Linked DNA regions of Mus musculus: all the other regions are linked to region 1. Evidence: chromatin contacts called from public HiChIP or PLAC-seq and Micro-C data. All regions are on one chromosome and are shown on one strand. Each heading gives the region's core, a stretch centred on a gene start, on an enhancer-like site or on the middle of the called end of the contact. The rest is flanking DNA. Distances are from core to core; before and after follow the strand shown. Region 1 holds the start of Stard3nl (STARD3 N-terminal like). Region 2 has its middle 24 kb from the start of 9330199G10Rik. Region 3 overlaps Epdr1 (ependymin related protein 1 (zebrafish)).

The links. Hi-C and Micro-C count contacts between places; a contact is called where the count stands out from the background. HiChIP or PLAC-seq counts read pairs in DNA pulled down with a chosen protein or histone mark.
Region 2: a Micro-C map of the G1E-ER4 cell line shows a contact between it and region 1. The contact joins the enhancer-like site here to the promoter of Stard3nl in region 1. A contact is called at or near these places in 1 of 484 Hi-C or Micro-C datasets (the G1E-ER4 cell line) and 1 of 115 datasets of contacts at active chromatin or transcription factors (epiblast stem cells).
Region 3: a contact with region 1 is called in a FOXA1 HiChIP or PLAC-seq map of pancreatic cancer cells. The contact joins the enhancer-like site here to the promoter of Stard3nl in region 1. A contact is called at or near these places in 2 of 39 promoter capture datasets (embryonic stem cells and neural stem cells), 3 of 115 datasets of contacts at active chromatin or transcription factors (embryonic stem cells, extraembryonic endoderm stem cells and pancreatic cancer cells) and 1 of 9 other capture datasets (embryonic stem cells).

The regions. Positions count from the first base shown.
Region 1 is chr13:19,394,420-19,397,119 of GRCm38.p6, reverse strand. It overlaps Stard3nl (STARD3 N-terminal like), which reads left to right and starts at 1,307. Exons shown (of 9, transcript NM_024270.3): 1 at 1,307-1,416. It overlaps Gm40827 (a long non-coding RNA gene), which reads right to left and starts at 1,273. Exons shown (of 2, transcript XR_873152.2): 1 at 1-1,273.
Region 2 is chr13:19,527,191-19,529,890 of GRCm38.p6, reverse strand. No RefSeq gene overlaps it. Among named protein-coding and RNA genes, the nearest start is that of 9330199G10Rik, 24 kb to the right of the region's middle. Within about 2 kb of position 1,375, at least 5 of the 459 cell types and tissues checked have an H3K27ac peak or open chromatin away from gene starts, as enhancers often do. A contact at or near this core is called in the G1E-ER4 cell line, where this site is marked.
Region 3 is chr13:19,589,871-19,592,570 of GRCm38.p6, reverse strand. Epdr1 (ependymin related protein 1 (zebrafish)) reads left to right here. Exons shown (of 3, transcript NM_134065.4): 3 at 1-863. Among named protein-coding and RNA genes, the nearest start is that of Epdr1, 29 kb to the left of the region's middle. Within about 2 kb of position 1,335, at least 29 of the 459 cell types and tissues checked have an H3K27ac peak or open chromatin away from gene starts, as enhancers often do. A contact at or near this core is called in neural stem cells and pancreatic cancer cells, where this site is marked.

The DNA of each region.
Region 1 (2,700 bases), core at 58-2,557:
GAAGGCGTCTGCATTACAGTAGTCACACAAGTTGCTTCACCTTGTCACCCAAATCATTGTATACAAGAACCCTGAACTTAGTTTGTATATATACACACACCCTAACCCTAACTTTTCTCATGCTCATCAATTTGAAAAAAACAACAACAACAACAAAAGCTTGCATATTATTTCTCTTCCAAAGGGTAGTAAATAGGATTATTTAAACTTTATGGGTGGAAATGAACACTGTAGCAACACTAGGGGCCCTTATCTGAAGACTCTACTACTAGGATTGAAGATGTATGCCTGAGATCTAGTCTGTTCTTTTGTTGTCATCTGCACCATAAGCAGTACTTGGACAGAAGTAGGAAAACACATTCACACATGTTTAAGGTAGCATTTCTCATACTAGCAATTAAAAAAAAAAATCCAAACAAACTGTATGTTTAAGGGCATAGAGATGGCAAGTTATATCATTGGCGCTGAAGACTTTTAGCATTTAAAAAGCAATGAGGCACATTTAAGGCTAGATGAAGAACTGAACTTGAGTGTTAACAAATATTTTCACATGTCAATGCAGGAAGGACCCATCACACAAAGACTGAGCCTTTGATTGGTTTATAAAAACAGTTCTCACCCAACTTGCACTGTTCAAAATTTTGCACGTATATAAATTCACATTTGTAATGTAAACATTATAAAAACGATTAAACTACTTTATAAGAGTATCTATTAAAAATACTATTCTTAATATTATTTTCCTCTAACAGGCTGAGAGTCTTCAGCACTCATAGTGCAATATATTTTATCTTCCTTTGTATTCTTGCATTTAAGGACGTAACTGTACCAGCTATTGGAAAAATCTAAAACATCACTTAGTGCCCAATGTCGTGTATAACAACTAAGTAAATACAGTTAGCCTTAACTATCAGTAAGACAAAGGCATTACTCCTACGTAAGACTGGGCTGATTGAGACTTACGGTCGAGTCCTAGAATAGACAAGTTCTTAGTGGACAGCTGAAACCAAGGGGCCAGGGCCTGAAATCCACTCTCAGAGTTACCCCTCACCGGCTGCAGCCTAAAACCTATCTAAGAGAAGCCTTCCGTAGAATTCTCAGGAAGGTAAAACCCACTAAAAGCCTGCTGTTAGAAGCTGGATACCTTAACAGGCTTTGGAGGCGCGGCTAGTCCTAGGCCCGCCCACTGCCTCCTTTATGAGCCATCTACTGGTCGTCCGAAAACTGACAGTTCTGTAAACCAACCCGCCGTCTCCTCTGCCACTATTCACTTTTCCAGCAAGCCGCAGCGTCTTTGCGTGACCAGCGCGTTGACGTCACGGACAGGGTCCCGCCCTGCAGCCCCGCCCCAGCCCCGCCGGCGGGGACCGCGGAGCCGTGTCTGCAGGCCGGCGGGCGGCTCGCGCCGCGGAGGAGGTAGGCTGTCTTTCCGCGCCCTGCTGGGCAGGTCGTGAAGCCAAATGCCTGAGGTTCCAGGGTTTGCCGGGCTCCCCAGACCTGGCCTTGGCCGTGGGGCCTGTGGGTGCAGCCGCGGAACGCGGCGGAGCGCGGGAGGGAAGCTGGCCCCGGGCCCACACCCACACTCACCGGGAGGCAGGTGGTCCAGCCTCGGCCCCGTGCCTTGCATCCGCATCAAGTCCAAGGTGACATGCGGGTGTAGGCCGGCAGGTACTGTCTGTTACTGGCCTTGTGCCTTCGTCAAGAAAAGCCCTGATGTAACAAAACAAAACGAAAATTAAAGCATGAGTCATGAATGTTCTAGCCATGGTTTCAGCTCTCCGCATTGCCCACTCATCCTGCCTTTAGTTTTTTTTTTTTTTTTTTTTTTAAATCTCAGTAGGGCTCTTTTTCTTCCTCTTTTGGTTGGAACATGGGTGGACACTGTGGAACTTTTCTTAGTGTTCTCTTAGTATGGCAGTTGTAAAGGCATTTGTCTCTGTTCACAGATGGAATCCATCACTTGACCCAGTACTAGTTTGGATAAGGTTAGTAAGGCTGATTGAATGAACACAGTAGCCGTCTGACCTCCCAGGGTACCGAGTTACTATAGCAAGTTCCGTCTGATGTTTTTGTTTAAGGTTCCTAACGGTAAATCCCATCTATGCTTCTTCTGTCCATCATCCACTTATAGAGCAAGATTTGATGACAAAGAGCAGTTTACAGTATTTTTGGCTGCATCTGTGCATAAGTAAAATGCTAGATAATCATGCCCATGAAGGGACAGTGTAGACTGTGCCCCCCCTACATAATATTCACACATATGTAATGTTTTGTATTGTAAGGAAGAATACATTTTTCTTTGAGATCTTCCTGTCTCAAACATGAACCTTTAAAGATTGCATTGTCAAAAGCATTAAAGAAATGGATTTAAAACTGCTCCAAGGACTTACCTTCTCAGGATAGTGATTATCATTTGGATTTAATTATTAGACAGTTTATATGATGCCACATGCTGTTTTAGGTGTTGAAAATTGAGTATTGAACGCTAGATAAGGTTTCTGTCCTCGAGTTCCTTTGATTTTAGTGAAGATAGAATATATGTGCAAATAACAATATGATTTTAGATAGGAATGAATGCTAGAAAATCTGGCAGTAAGGGACATTGGTGTGGCTGTGGTGTGGGATCTGGGAAAATGTCCCTGAAGAGGTGATGCTCTGGATGAGACCTGAATGTTTAGAGTGATTTAGTCAGGGGAGGAG
Region 2 (2,700 bases), core at 126-2,625, 130 kb before region 1:
CCATACATGCCTGCGTGCTGCCATGCTTCCCATCATGATGACAATAGACTAAACCTCTGAAACTGTAACCCAGCTGCAAATTAAATGTTTTTCTCCTTAAGAGTTGTTATGGTCATGTCATCTCTTCACAGCAATAAATCCCTAACTAAGACACCAGCCCAACCACTATTGATCACTGTAGATGCTAACTTCTCTCTCTGACTTCTTCCATCTTAGCTCAATTGATCTTTTGAGATGATTATTTCTCCAGCACTGTCATACTCAGTACAGTCATATTTTTTAGGATTTAATGTTAAAAAGAGGAAAAGCTCCAGGCTAGAGTTAAACCATTGAAAGACTGAGGTAGCAAAGCCACTCACTCCTTACAAGGGTATGGCTTACAGGACTTAGGGTTTGGACTACATAGACGAAAGTGCTGCTCATGGCTCAGCCTCCTGTGGATGCGTGCCATAGACCCCACAGCTCTGTAATGGTGTCCAGGAGAGAAATAGACTCAGAACTAACTGGTACATTCTCTGTAACCAAATGGCTTTTGCTTCTGATTTCTCACAGTGCCTCTCCAGGATGAAACTGTGAACACATTCCAACTGTTATCAGGATTGTCTGGACAAGAGTGTACCCCCCAAACTCCTGGAAATACAAGACCAAAGCAGAAGGGAATATAGAGATTTTGAGTGTCAGCAGTTATTTTGTACCAAAGTGGTAGCATTCAATCCTGATAAAATCTGGCAGAGAACAAAACATGGCCTCTATCTGGCAACTCAAGCCTGTGTTAGTGTTCATCCTTGGGTTTCATTGGTCATAACACATCTGTCCATCGCAGAGATTCAGTTTGAGACTTGATTTTTCACATGGTCTGAAGTGAGTTAAAAAAAAAAAGTAAGAGACTAAGTTAGTGGAAGTTGATGTTCAATGTGGACAACCCAGTGATCCTGTAAGGATGGATTCTTATGACTAAACCTGTCTGCACTGCCTGTGTCTGATGCTTCATGGTCTTCCTGTCTAAGATTCTGGAATAGAAAACCCCTAAGGCAGCAGGAGATGCAATTGGAAATAGTTTTTGGAAACCATTGGGAGACATCTGAACTCACTCTCTATTGGGGTAATTGGGAGTACTTCTGGTAGATATTATTTGTAAAATATGGTAAACATTGGAATGTATCAAGAGTGTATAATGAAATACACTTATTGTCAAATTTCCTTAAAGAAAATATAATGCAGAGATTCCTTTTACTGTTAGTAAAGTTAGTGTTTTATTTTTCTAATTAATTACTCCCAAATGCTGCCTCCCAGAGTTCTTTGCCCTATCCCCTGATGCCCCTTTGCTTGTGAGAGGCTATACCCCTCCTAGGGCATCCCCCTACCCTGGGGCATCAAGTCTCCTACTGAGATCACACAAAGCAGTCCATGTCAGCTCTTTGGTTGGTGGCTTATTCTCTTGGAGCTCTAAGGGGTCCAAGTTAGTTGACACTGCTGGTCTTCCTGTGGAGTTGCCATCCCCTTCAGCTCCTTCAATCCCCATTGAGTCCTGGGAGCCTCTCATATCCCAGCTTTCTGGGTCTTCCTAGAAGTTACCCCTGGCAGCTGCATATTTCCATTCATTTTCTTGGCCCTCTGTCCTTCTCTCCTGCCCCCACCACTCATCTTGCCCCTTTTCCTGCCCCCCTCCCATCCAGACACCTCCCTTGATTTATTATTTCCCCTTCTAAGTAGGATTTAAGCATCCTCACTTGGACCTTTCTTTTGTTTCACTTCTTAGGGTCTGTGGGGTGTATGTATCATGAGTATTCTTTACTTTTTGGATAATATTCACTTATCAGTGAGTACATACTATGCGTGTACTTTTTAGTCTGGGTTACCTCACTCAGGATATTTTCTAGGTTCATCCATTTACCTGCAAAATTCATGGTGTCCTCATTTTAAATCACTGAATAGAATTCCACATTTTCTGGATTAGTTCTTCAGCTGGGGGACATCTGGGTCGTTTCCAGCTTCTGGTTATTATGAATAAGGATCCTACGAACATAGGAAACACGTGTCTTTGTGGTGTGGTGGACCATCTTTTTGGTATATGCTCAGAAACAGTATAGCTGGGTCTTCAGATAGAACTATTTCCAATTTTCTGAGGAACTGCAAGATTGATTTCCAGAGTAGTTATATAAATTTGCAATCCTGCCACCGATGGTAGGGTGTCCCCCTTTGCCACATCCATGCCAGCATCAGTGATGGTGGGGTGTCCCCCTTTGCCACATCCTTGCCAGCATGTGTTGTTGCTTGAAATTTCTGATCATAGCCTTTCTGATTGGTGTAAGGTGGTATCTTAGGGTCATTTTGATTTGAATTTGCCTGAATACTTTTTATTTAAAATTTTAAGCAAAAAAAATTAAAGCAAAATCTTACAACTTACAAGCCTTTTATTCTGATAGATGTTCACTAATCTTACCAACTATGTTTTATATTTTTATCTTTTAAAATTCTAACTTTATTGAACAAAGGAATAAATGGGGTTTTCAAGTTTTCACATTATGGTTATTTTTTAAGCTATCTGATCCATGACAATACTTACCAACACAGGATGTTTGCCTATTTTTGTCATTTGTATTGTGTTTAATTTTATATTCATAAGTCTACTTAAATCAATTAGTAGTACAAGGTAACACAGGGCACACATGTTTCTTAGTAATAATATTACCATGTAGC
Region 3 (2,700 bases), core at 86-2,585, 200 kb before region 1:
ACGTGAGATGAAATGAAGAGTCCCGTGTGCTGCTCTGTGTGCAAGAGTACTGACCGCTCTGCTGAACCTTCATGTCTTTTCTAGTGGGCAACCAGGCTTCCAAAATAGCACTGACCTGGGAGGCCCCCAAGTAAGGCCAAGAAGTCTCTGCTACTCTAATCTTTTACGTATTAAATGCACTAGGCTAGTAGCCCTTGCCTTTCCTTTCCTGAAACTCTTTCAACACAACTGTGTCTATATGACTACGGCTCATGCTTCCAAGGTCAGCTCACATGTGACCTCTGTGAGCTGTTCCCTCGCCTGAATTCATTGCATCTTACACCTTGGCATGCCTTGCTCACAATACTCATTATGCTGTGTGGGATTTCCTGATTACTAGAAGCTGACCTCTGCTATCCTGGGTAAGAACGCCCTGAGTACGGGTACCATGCTCTGTTTACTTTAGGATCTCCAGCACCAAGCAAGTGCCTGGCACATAGTCTGTGCCCTTAACATTTGTAGAAAGGAGCTCACCAGCTCTGTCAGTGTTTAGTTTCTTCATCTATTAAACAGGGTTGGTTTTTCTGGTTGCTAGGGAGACTTATAGTAATACAACTTACTATTCTAGATTCTTCTTATCGCTGTGTTTTATTTGCCATGTATCATCTTTTGTTATCAAGAGAAGTGTATGATGCTTGCTTTATGCCATAGCCATCTATATTGTAATTTATCTATACAATTAAACAAATTTAATGAACCCTATGAATTATTCTTTGATGTGTTTGTTTTTGTAAGAAATATGGAGGAACTGAATTATAAAGAAAATAAAATCCTTCTGTAATAATCAAATAAAGTACTTCCCATAATCAAAACCAAATTGGTTATCTTCAGAGCCTATTAAGTCTCATCTTTTATAAAGTTCGGCTTTCAGTTGCCTGGGTCAGAAGGAAGCTTCAAAGGCAGTACTGATCTGTTTTCCTGAGTCAGTCCTTACCACTAATCAGGATCCCAGGTAACATCACAGTGCAGTTCTTATAGCCACCACTTCTATGCATCTCCTCAACTACCACTAGGTCTGGGTTCGTGACATCCTTGGTTTTGGGAGCAATATTTACACCTACTACCCTTTCTCTGGTCTATTTCCTAGAAACCATCCAGTTCTCATTTATCTATAATGCATTCATAATTATAATTTCGTAATATAGTCCTATATATTCATAAACTAGCATCAAGCCTCTGTCCTCTACAGTAGCTAAGCTGATTCCTGAAACCACAAAACAGAGTGAAGGCCAGCCAAAGACCAAGAAGAATGGCACAGCCACATTCCAAGAATTCCAGCCTATAAAGAGATTGTGGCAGTGCTTGCCTTTTTCCCATATCCCCACCCACAGAATGGCCTTTGTCCAGTCCAAACCACATATCTCTGCTCAGCCCTGTGACTCTGGGCACATGCCAGGCCATATCCACAATCAAAGCAGAAAGGAAAATGTATCTTATTCATGGACACAGAAAAGGAGTGTGTCTTCCTTTTTCATTTGACTCATTCTAGTAATTAAATCCCATCACAGAATGTAATAAAAAGCCCAGAGAGGGTTTTTTATCTGGTGAGAAACTCATCATGGATATTAGGGTCCTGGGGTACCATGTTTTTCCATCACCTTAACAGCCAGCAGAGCCAGCCCCCTTAGCACAACAAACCAGCCTTCTGCAGAAGGATGGTGGCTCTTCACTGCTCTCATTGAGACATAATGCCTGAGTTACATCTGAGTATCAGGAGGATCTCTTGAATCAGCAGGCCATAGAAATGTGCTAGTTGTTATCCCTCAAAATGAAGAGGGATATTAAAAATAGATCCAGGACTATACCTAATAAAAGGACTAGGCAGTGCACTTAGAATTCTAGAAACCATCTTAGAATGGGGAAAAAAAAACCTCACTTCCTGCATCCATGAGTAAGACAGAAAATTTCCTGTTTTGAATATGGATATAGTTTGAGATGTGCCCAGGGTCACAAGTTGAGTGGAATTCTGTCATTTGTAATGGACAAAGATCGTACTACTCTTGAAATTTGGCATTGAACCCCAAAGTTTCTGTCTCCTTATTCGACACTGGAACAATGTCTTTCTTCTTTGAAGGCAGCTCTGCAGATTTTATATTGCCATGAATCTTGCATGTACCAGGGAGTGATCAGGATCAGTTCTGCTGGTCAAAGAAGGTCCCAACCTAACATAGAGCCATCGGCTGCTTTCTGCGCTGCTTTATGGACATCAAGGTGCCCACATGGACCTTCTGCCACTGATCAATCACTTATAAAGGCAACTTTCTTATCAGAAGCTTTGCCACTTACAATTTCTTTTTTTTATTTTAATTAGGTATTTGCTTCATTTACATTTCCAATGCTATAGCAAAAGTCCCCCAAACACTCCTACCCACCCACTCACACTTCTTGGCCCTGGCGTTCCCCTGTACTGAGGCATATAAAGTTTGCAAGACCAACGGGCCTCTATTTCCACTGAGGGCCGAATAGGCCATCTTCTGATACATATGCAGCTAGAGATATGAGCTCCGGGGGGTACTGGTTAGTTCATATTGTTGTTCCACCTATAGGGTTGCAGATCGCTTTAGCTCCTTGGGTACTTTCTGTGGCTCCTCCATTGGGGGCCCTGTGATCCATTCAATAGCTGACTGTGAGTATCCACTTCTGTGCTTGCTAGGCCCTGGC